2 separate regions of the Zea mays genome follow, and region 2 is linked to region 1. A link is a contact called in public Hi-C data. All regions are on one chromosome and are shown on one strand. The core of a region is the stretch at or near the end of the contact, and the rest is flanking DNA. Distances in the headings are between cores, read along the strand shown. Region 1 holds the start of LOC100383380. Region 2 holds the start of LOC103638326 (mannan endo-1,4-beta-mannosidase 6).

Evidence for each region. A called contact is a pair of places that touch in the nucleus more often than the background predicts.
Region 2: a Hi-C map of leaf shows a contact between it and region 1, with 5 times the contacts expected there. The contact joins the promoter of LOC103638326 here to the promoter of LOC100383380 in region 1. A contact is called at or near these places in 4 of 25 Hi-C or Micro-C datasets (ear, leaf and tassel).

The regions. Positions count from the first base shown.
Region 1 is chr9:46,708,762-46,712,931 of Zm-B73-REFERENCE-NAM-5.0, reverse strand. LOC100383380 reads left to right here and starts at 2,465. Exons shown (of 3, transcript NM_001176035.1): 1 at 2,465-3,255; 2 at 3,332-3,394. The coding sequence starts at 3,030. The coding sequence ends at 3,393.
Region 2 is chr9:46,922,017-46,926,186 of Zm-B73-REFERENCE-NAM-5.0, reverse strand. It overlaps LOC103638326 (mannan endo-1,4-beta-mannosidase 6), which reads right to left and starts at 1,840. Exons shown (of 5, transcript XM_008661272.2): 1 at 1,163-1,840. The coding sequence starts at 1,546.

The DNA of each region.
Region 1 (4,170 bases), core at 1,216-3,715:
ACTTGCTAAGGAGTAAAAATTGTGTGTGTGTGTATATATAGGGGGTCGGGGATTTCAATAGTTACATGAAGCCCCAGCCATCCCACCCCCCACCCCCGCACCACCGGACCAACCTCGCCACTAGCTCCCCCTGCTCGCATGCGTCCCATTCCTTGCATGCGGACAATTTGTTTATATTTGCATGCGTGAGAAATTAGAAAGTGTATCTGTTAACTGTTGCATGCATGAAAACAAAAAACTGATTTGAATGCTTTATTTCGTCCATAAATATATGATCTCTATAACAGTCATGCAGCTATGCTCGTTAGAAACATTTTTATGAAAAATACTGCTACTAACTATGCTACATGATGTAGGTATTTATGCAATACGGTACGCTGCGTAAAAAATCAGTTTCCTGTTGCATGTGCACAAATTTTGGATGGACATAATGTGCGTTAAGAGGAATGGATTGACATGCATGAAAACAAAAAATCTGATTTAATGTTTTATATCATACATAAAAATAGGATCTCTACAACAGCACTGCAACTAGGCTCGTTGGAACCAGTTTATGACTTATACTGATACTAATTATGCTACACTGTGTAGATATTTATGCAGTGTGGTACACCACGTAAAAAAATTGTTTCCTGCTGCATGTGCACATATTTAGAATGGCAAGAATATGTTTTGAAAAAGAAAATAGATTGAGATGCATGGAAACAAAAAATATGATTTAAATGCTTTATTTCCTCCATAAATATAGGGTCTCTCCAACATCCATGCATCAAAGTTCGTTAGAACCAGTTTATTATATACACTGATACTAATTATACTACACGGTGAAAGATTTATGCACTTCGCTAGATTACGTAAAAATCTGTTTTCTGCTACATGTGCATAATTTTAGGATGACAAGAATGTTAGTTGAAAAGAAAATGGATTGGCATACGCGAGATTTATGGAATCATGGCAAATGACCTCATTTCTAGGGATGTTCCTAAAACATCCGACTTGTATCACAAATCTAATATTTTAGCATAGATATACATAGAATTTAAAGCTGATTTTTGGCACTGTTATTAAGAATATTATGTAGTATTTAAATAAATTTTTATATAATTTTTTATGTACATTATTTTCTCCCTACAATAAAAAAGGTGAAAAAAACATCTGAATTTGTATTTGAATAGACATTCGAATTTTATATCAATTATTTAAAAAGATATATAATGAATTTAATGTTCATTTTTTATGAAGATTAACAGTCTCAATGCTAAAAACAAGAATATAAATTTACATAGCAAATTCTATATGTTATTTGTTCGCAATCGAAGAAACAAGACCAAAAATTTGACATCCGAATAAATATCCGGATCCATCCCTACTCATTTCTTAGAGCAGCTATTTTTTCTAAATTTCTATTTCGTTGCGTAAATGTGTGCATTGTAAATATATCTTATACATATGGCGTAAATACTAGGAACCTAATACACACTGGATTAAGTAAACGAGATAATACATAAAATCAACAAATCATTTGCGTAAAATGTGAATAGAAATATCATAAACAGGCAAATAGACGGAAGCAGAGCTATGAACTGAAATATATATCGTAAAAACCTATTGACGTTGGCATAAATATGTATACAAAATAGCATGAAAACAGGGCCACCGCCTCGCGTCTAGGATGCGTAATCGGTTATATGTTAGTCCCCATGCACATGCAACATCTATATGTCCTATGAGACACTAAGTTTCACGCATAAAATTGTCATTGAACCCTTTTGATATTTCAGCTATCTAGCCTACTAACCCGGTCAATTGCCTTCTCTAAACATCTTGTCGCCGGCAAAAGTAAAATCCTACACAATACCTTTGCATGTATTCGTTCCACAACAAATGTTGAAGTCTCCAATACTTTCAATAAAGCTCATGTTTATGTGGTCCAACCTATATTATTATTTCTCTGAGAATCGTTAGTCCATATATCGTTGTCATTAATTACCAAAACACTACTTAGAGGCCTAGATGCTTCACAACTTGTTGTAAATTAGTACTTTTATCTAATTATTCATTTCATATATTTTAACAAAAGTAACTAATCTATCTATAATTTGGTCTATTCGGTGGACCGGATAGACTGAATTCGAGTCCAATCCCTAAAATTATTTTGAAAATTTTGAGCCTTATTTTTTAGAACCCAAAATTTCAAAAAAAACGAATAGACCGAACAAAATCACCCAAATGGATTGAATGCCCACCCATAATCGACGGAGTTAATGTCGTGGGAGGAGAAGAGGTCGTGGTGCTTGGTGGAGGTAACAACATCGGCGGTCAGGGGCGGAGGGCCCAGTATGGTCCAGTATTGCCTGGGCAATACCTTGGGTCGGCCCACTAAGAGAATAGAGATTAGGGTTCGTCCCGCACAGCCGCACAGGCGCGTCCCGACGTCCCGCACTCCTGCCGGCGCTCATTCCTCCAGGCCTCCAGCCTCCAACCGCTCGCCCGCTCGGCTGCAGACCGCTCCTGGCGGCGCTCCAGCCGCTCGGAGCCTCGGCACGCTCGGCGCTCCAGCTGTCCGCTCCGGCGCTTCGCTGATCTGCTTGTCTGATTGTCTTGTCCCGCCCGGCGGCCGGCTGCAGGCTGCTTGCCGCTTGGTCCCGCCGAGGCGTCGACCCGCACCGCACGGCTGCCGCCTGCCGCTGCTTCCTGCTTGGCCGCACGTCTGCTTGTCTAGTTGTTTGCTTGGCTGCTTGCTTAGTGCTTCTAGTTGTCTGCTTGCTTCGTGCTTCTGTGTTTCTAGTTGTCTGATTGTGACTTGTGAGACTTGTGAGCATAGAAAGGTCAAAGGTAGTGCGTGAGTATTTGATTGTGCGTGTCTAATGTATTAGATTTTTCAAGGTGCAGATTTTCCAATTTCTAAATAGCAGTCTTGGATACAAACAAAAACAAGGCAAAGAATATGGCCCAAAAAGTATCTCTATATTATGTGAACACTCCCTGTTGGCTGTTGTAACATCTTCTAATTCTCTAATACATGTTATATGCTTCGTAAAATGACAGATTTAAAGAGCTATTTTAGTCAAGCTTCTAGTGGAAGTAGACTAAGCACTCGCGCTAGTGGAGTTTGCAATGAACCGGAATACAAGTTGGAATTCAAGAGAATAATAGTGAAGATACCAATGGTGAAAATGTTAATGGTCAAGTCGAAGATAAGAAAACTAGACAAATGCAATTGTCTAGATCTTCTAGAACTAGACACAACTAAACGTATATTCTTATTTCACTTGTTCAACAATTTTTACTTTAATTTGCTATTGCTAACTCATTTTTTTCTTTTTCCCAGATTTTATTCGCTATATGGTATTTGGTTGTAAATGGATTGTAATCAAGATGACTACTAAATAAGGTATTTTTCAACACTTATTACTTATTTTATAGCTACAAGTTATTTTAAACTGTGTCATAAATTTTTAGTTTTCGTTGCGTTAGCAACACCTAAATTTTCTGGCGTCCTCCGCAACTGTCGGCGGTGCTCCACTAAGCCATAACATGTGCGCGAAGGTAGCAGCTAGAGATGGCAATGGGTAAATACCCACCGGGTATTACTACCCCATACCCATACCCACGACACAAAAATACCCCACCGGGTCACCCATATACACTAGCGGGTATGTATTTATCCCCATACCCATACCCATGTGGGTATGGGTCACCCATCGGGTCACCCGTACCCACAAAAATTAAACAACTATCAAAAAATTATACTATACAAATGGCAAGTATATCCATATAAATACCATTACAAAATTTTCTAGCATCATTTAACCATCCATTCAACACACACCAAAGATAATTGAATAAAGTAGTAACACTATGATAGTACTACATAGCACATTACATATTCGATTACATGGTCATTAAATTGTTGTTAAATAGTAAAAAAGTTGGATGACTAAAGTCCAAGTTCATGCTTCAGATAAGTTTATATTGGTATTTTATACCCACGGGTTAATGGGTATGTGTGAAGGCGGAACGTTTTAATACCCGTTTACCCATTGGGTGGAGATTTTTGCCCAATAACAGACCCACGGGTAGAATATTTAGCCCACATACATACCCTAATGGAGTAAATACCCATCGGGTATCGGGTCGCGGGTACCCATTGCCATCTCTAGTAGCAGC
Region 2 (4,170 bases), core at 591-3,090, 210 kb before region 1:
GTGTATATGCATGGAAAATAAAAAATGAATCAAAAAAATAAAGGAATTATGTTAATTTGGACTAAAAGATCCTTCCTACCTCTCATACCTAACTAATCCAATCGTTTTTCGTGGACCATGAAGCCCAACGGAGCGACAAAGTCCACGTCATTACCTCACCACAAAAAAATCCCCAAACCCTATAGTAGTTGCACCATGGTAGAGCCACCATATGCGCCAGCAACCAAGTCGTGGTCACATCTTGCAGCCCCACATGCCAAGGAGACACCAGCACCTCCGTTGAGACATCGTGGCTCTACGGCGCAGCTAGGTGCCCAGACTTGGCCGACTAACTGCCATTGTGTTGTATCTGGTCTCGTTGTTGTGTCGTATGTCGTCCGTCGTCCAAGGCTTCAATCCATCGTAGTCAGAACGTCACCGCATGACAAGACAGACAACCAAGGACAAGGTCCCATCGTGCCAATGTCCAAGCCTACCCAGCTAGTGGACACCCGACCTGACCTCCCCTGCTTTGCTGCTTGCAGTACTGGGCTGCAGATGGGGCATTAGCGATTGGAAAATACCAAAGTGGACAAGTAGCCAGCTATCAACTAATCAACAACCAACTGGTGCATTTCGATTTAAAACTTTTGAAATAGTTGTATGAAATTTGAGTTTAGTAGACTAGTTATTGAATCAGTGATGACCATAGCGTGTGTGCTTAATTATAGGTTATACATATATATAATTAACTATATACATCGATAGACATGTTTTAATCTTTCAAAAAATCATCCTATAAAAAATTTCGAATACCCATCCTCTAAATCCTGGGCCCGCCACTGGTAAGATGGGTTACCAAATAAGTCTATTCCAATCAGCTCATGTGTGCCATGGTCGTGGTAACTGGTAACAAAGCATTCTTGTAAGTCACAATGTTCACATGGTGCATAGCCCATCGAATCCACGTGCTTACACATGCACCTGTTTGGCTGTTTGTTAGCTACATTTCGATGTAACTTATGTTATGCTTTTGGCTCAAGAGAATCACAACAGGACATTCGTTAGTTAAATTCAGAAGGTGGAACCGGTTCTACTCTAGATGACAGTCAAAACAAATTGCGCCGTTCCAATAGCTTTTGTAGGTGGGAAGAGAAGGGAATGAAGAAGGAGCAATCCGCACCTGGAAAACAGGCTCGCTAAACCGGCCTGGGGAGATCTGCAGCGCGCCGGGGCCACCGTCGCTGAATGCCCATGTGCGGCATATCGTCAGCCCCATGCGGCGGCCGCGGCGCAGCATCTCGACGGACAACGAGGGAGACCGGGCCGAGAGGAGCCAGTACGAGTTCCAGCCGTTGATGTAGATCGGCGCGCCAGTGAGGGTGTCGACGAAGTGGGTGCCGGCGCGGCCCACGAAGGACATCCGCGGCTGCAGCCACGGCATGGGGAGCTTGAACCCACCAGGGCCGCCGGCGGAGGGGCCGTGGCCTGGATGCCAGTTCAGGTAGGCCAGGGCCAGGAGGAGGAGGACGCCTAGGAGGCTGTACATGCGCGTCCCCCTCCACATTGGTCGTCCGCCGCAGCCGCCCACGCGGCGCAGTTGGGTGTCGAGATTTTCGCGGTGTTTTGGCCGCGTTTTCGCGTGGTTCCGGGGCCCTTGCGTTGCGGCTGCCTCAGGCGCTGGAGCCTGGAGGAAGCGAAACGAGTCCACTAGCTGAGCTGCTCAGATCTTCGGAGGCGCGAGCGCGATCACACGGACGCCGGCGTGCAGGCCTGCAGGGACAGTTGTCCTGGGCCCTGGCAGCTGACGAACGATCCGGACTAATCCGTGAGCGGCAGGAGCTCCAATCGTTTGTTTCTTAGCCATCTCTAGCAGTCGGACACTCATAAAAGGTGAAGATTAAAATAAAAGTGAGATAGAAGTGAAAACGTGAAATGGAGAGTCTGCAGAAAATAGTCTCTAACAATGAACACTGAAAATAAGATAAAGTTATATAAGCACTGAAAAAAATATTTTTTCTCTAATACACTCTCAAAATAAGATAAAGTTATATAAGCACCTAATTGAAATATTTCTCCCTAAATGCCACTACCCAATAATTCCTACACTTGCTATCCATTGCCTCCACCAACTATGCTAAGAGCAATTTCAATAGTTATGTATAATTGTACTATCTAAATCTTAGATTTTATCAAGTCCTCAAATAATATAGAAAACACACAAACTTATCTTCTCTAACAGTTCTCTATATATTACTTTTTAAATATGTCAACAGTTTAAGTGGGTCCACCTAATTTTTCTTATTTTTTTATCTTTCTTTTGCAACTCGATCTCAAAATTGTGGAAGTGACGATGGATTCAACCCGATGAGCCGTGTTGGCTTTTGATTGGTTGCTGCAATTGTTTATTCGTTTATTTTTTTATGTGCATGTGCTGCTATTGTATTATTAAATATTTAATCTCTAACCGAGTAGCTGCCACAATTGTTCATCACTGGCGATCTGTGCATAGCTATGTTAATCTATCTTTACTGTAGAGTGGAGAAAAGGCACCGAAATAAAAAAAATCTCAATTATTTGTTTATAGAGTTGGTAAATGGTTGCCACACATAGAGAAAAAATGGGGTTTTATGAGAAGTAGCTAAATTTAAAAAAAATCATTTAGAGAGTTGTTCGAGAGAAATTTCTAGGTTAACTATCTAAATTATTGATTCAGAGAGTCTTTTAGAGAACTATTGAAGTTACTCTAAGTGACCACTAAATAGTTGTAAATAAAAAGAGATTGGTGATAATACTATAAATATAATTATGAAGTAGAAGAAGAGTTTTAAGGTACGTTTGGTTCAGCCGTGAGGTGTTAAAAAAGCTATACTGGGTTGTTTGCTGTGAAATAGTTGTCGTGAGAAAAAAAGCTAAAAGTGGTTTAGTTCAAATTATTGTGAGTTGTCCACTATAATCAAAATATATATTATTTTATAGACTTTATTCAACTATATCTCTTAATTAATATATCTAATTAAAAGTCGATTTCACATTTGCATTCATGCTATTTTTACAAATAAATCAAATTTACAATTTAATTTTTAATATTTTAAATAAAATATGTTTATTTCATTTATTATAACACTTAATTAATTTTAATATTTTAAATTTCTATCTGCATTATCTATTTACTAATATAACAAAATTAGATAAGCAACAAAAACAGGTTTCAAGCTGGTTTCAATTTTGGACTATAAAAAGCTGCTTTTTCAACCCTTTTTTTCAAAGCAGAAACAAGTTCAAAAAGTTGAACCAAATGCATCCTTAACAAATAAAGCAGCAAATAAATATATTATAGATCTTAAATAATAAGATAACAATAATGGCCCATTAATTGTATTGTACAAGCTTCACAAATGATATCTCATCATAAGCATACAAACACAGGCACCATAGCTTTCACACGCCTCACATTAACTTCACAAAACCAAACAATAGATCCACAGTAGTACTATTGGAGCGAAGGTCGTGTGCCCCCTCGATCAGTTTTCTTTAACATCAATTGGACAGGTGCGACATGAAGCGAAGGGTACCTCGGCCGGTATCAAAATCGAGGTTTTTGTCTAGAATCATTGAAGGCATTGAAACGAAGAGATCTATCGTTTAAAGCGGGGGCTCCTCATGACTTCGCGAAGGCGGCCCCGCCAGCTTGAACGGTTCCGAGCTATAACCTTGGCAAAAATCGAAGACCTGGTACCTTAGGGCGAAGGGTGCCACGCGCGGGCGAGGACCGCGCCACCCAATGGCGGGTTCAGGCCGTGTTCTGTTGTCATTCGGGCCCATTTGTAAGCCCTCCCTGGGGTAGCGTTTACTGTGTATTTGATTAGGTTGTACTTAACATCGTTGTAATGATCCTGTACGGGAAATATTCTGAAGCTGTAGCAGGTAATGGGGCATAATTGTACTTGGGAGGGCACACCCACCTACCCGGTTACCTATAAATACTCCTGCACTGTACATTGATGGGACACGCTTAATAAAGACGCTACAGTTCCATGCCTGTCATTTGTTGAGCACCTGAGTACCCTCTTTTCCTGAGTGTTTGGGCCCGTTTGACCACGTGCCAATCGGTACCAACATTCGGCACCCACCTTTCGCGTTTTGACAAAACAATCCCGCGATGGCCCCAAAGAAAGCGACTTCCAAGGC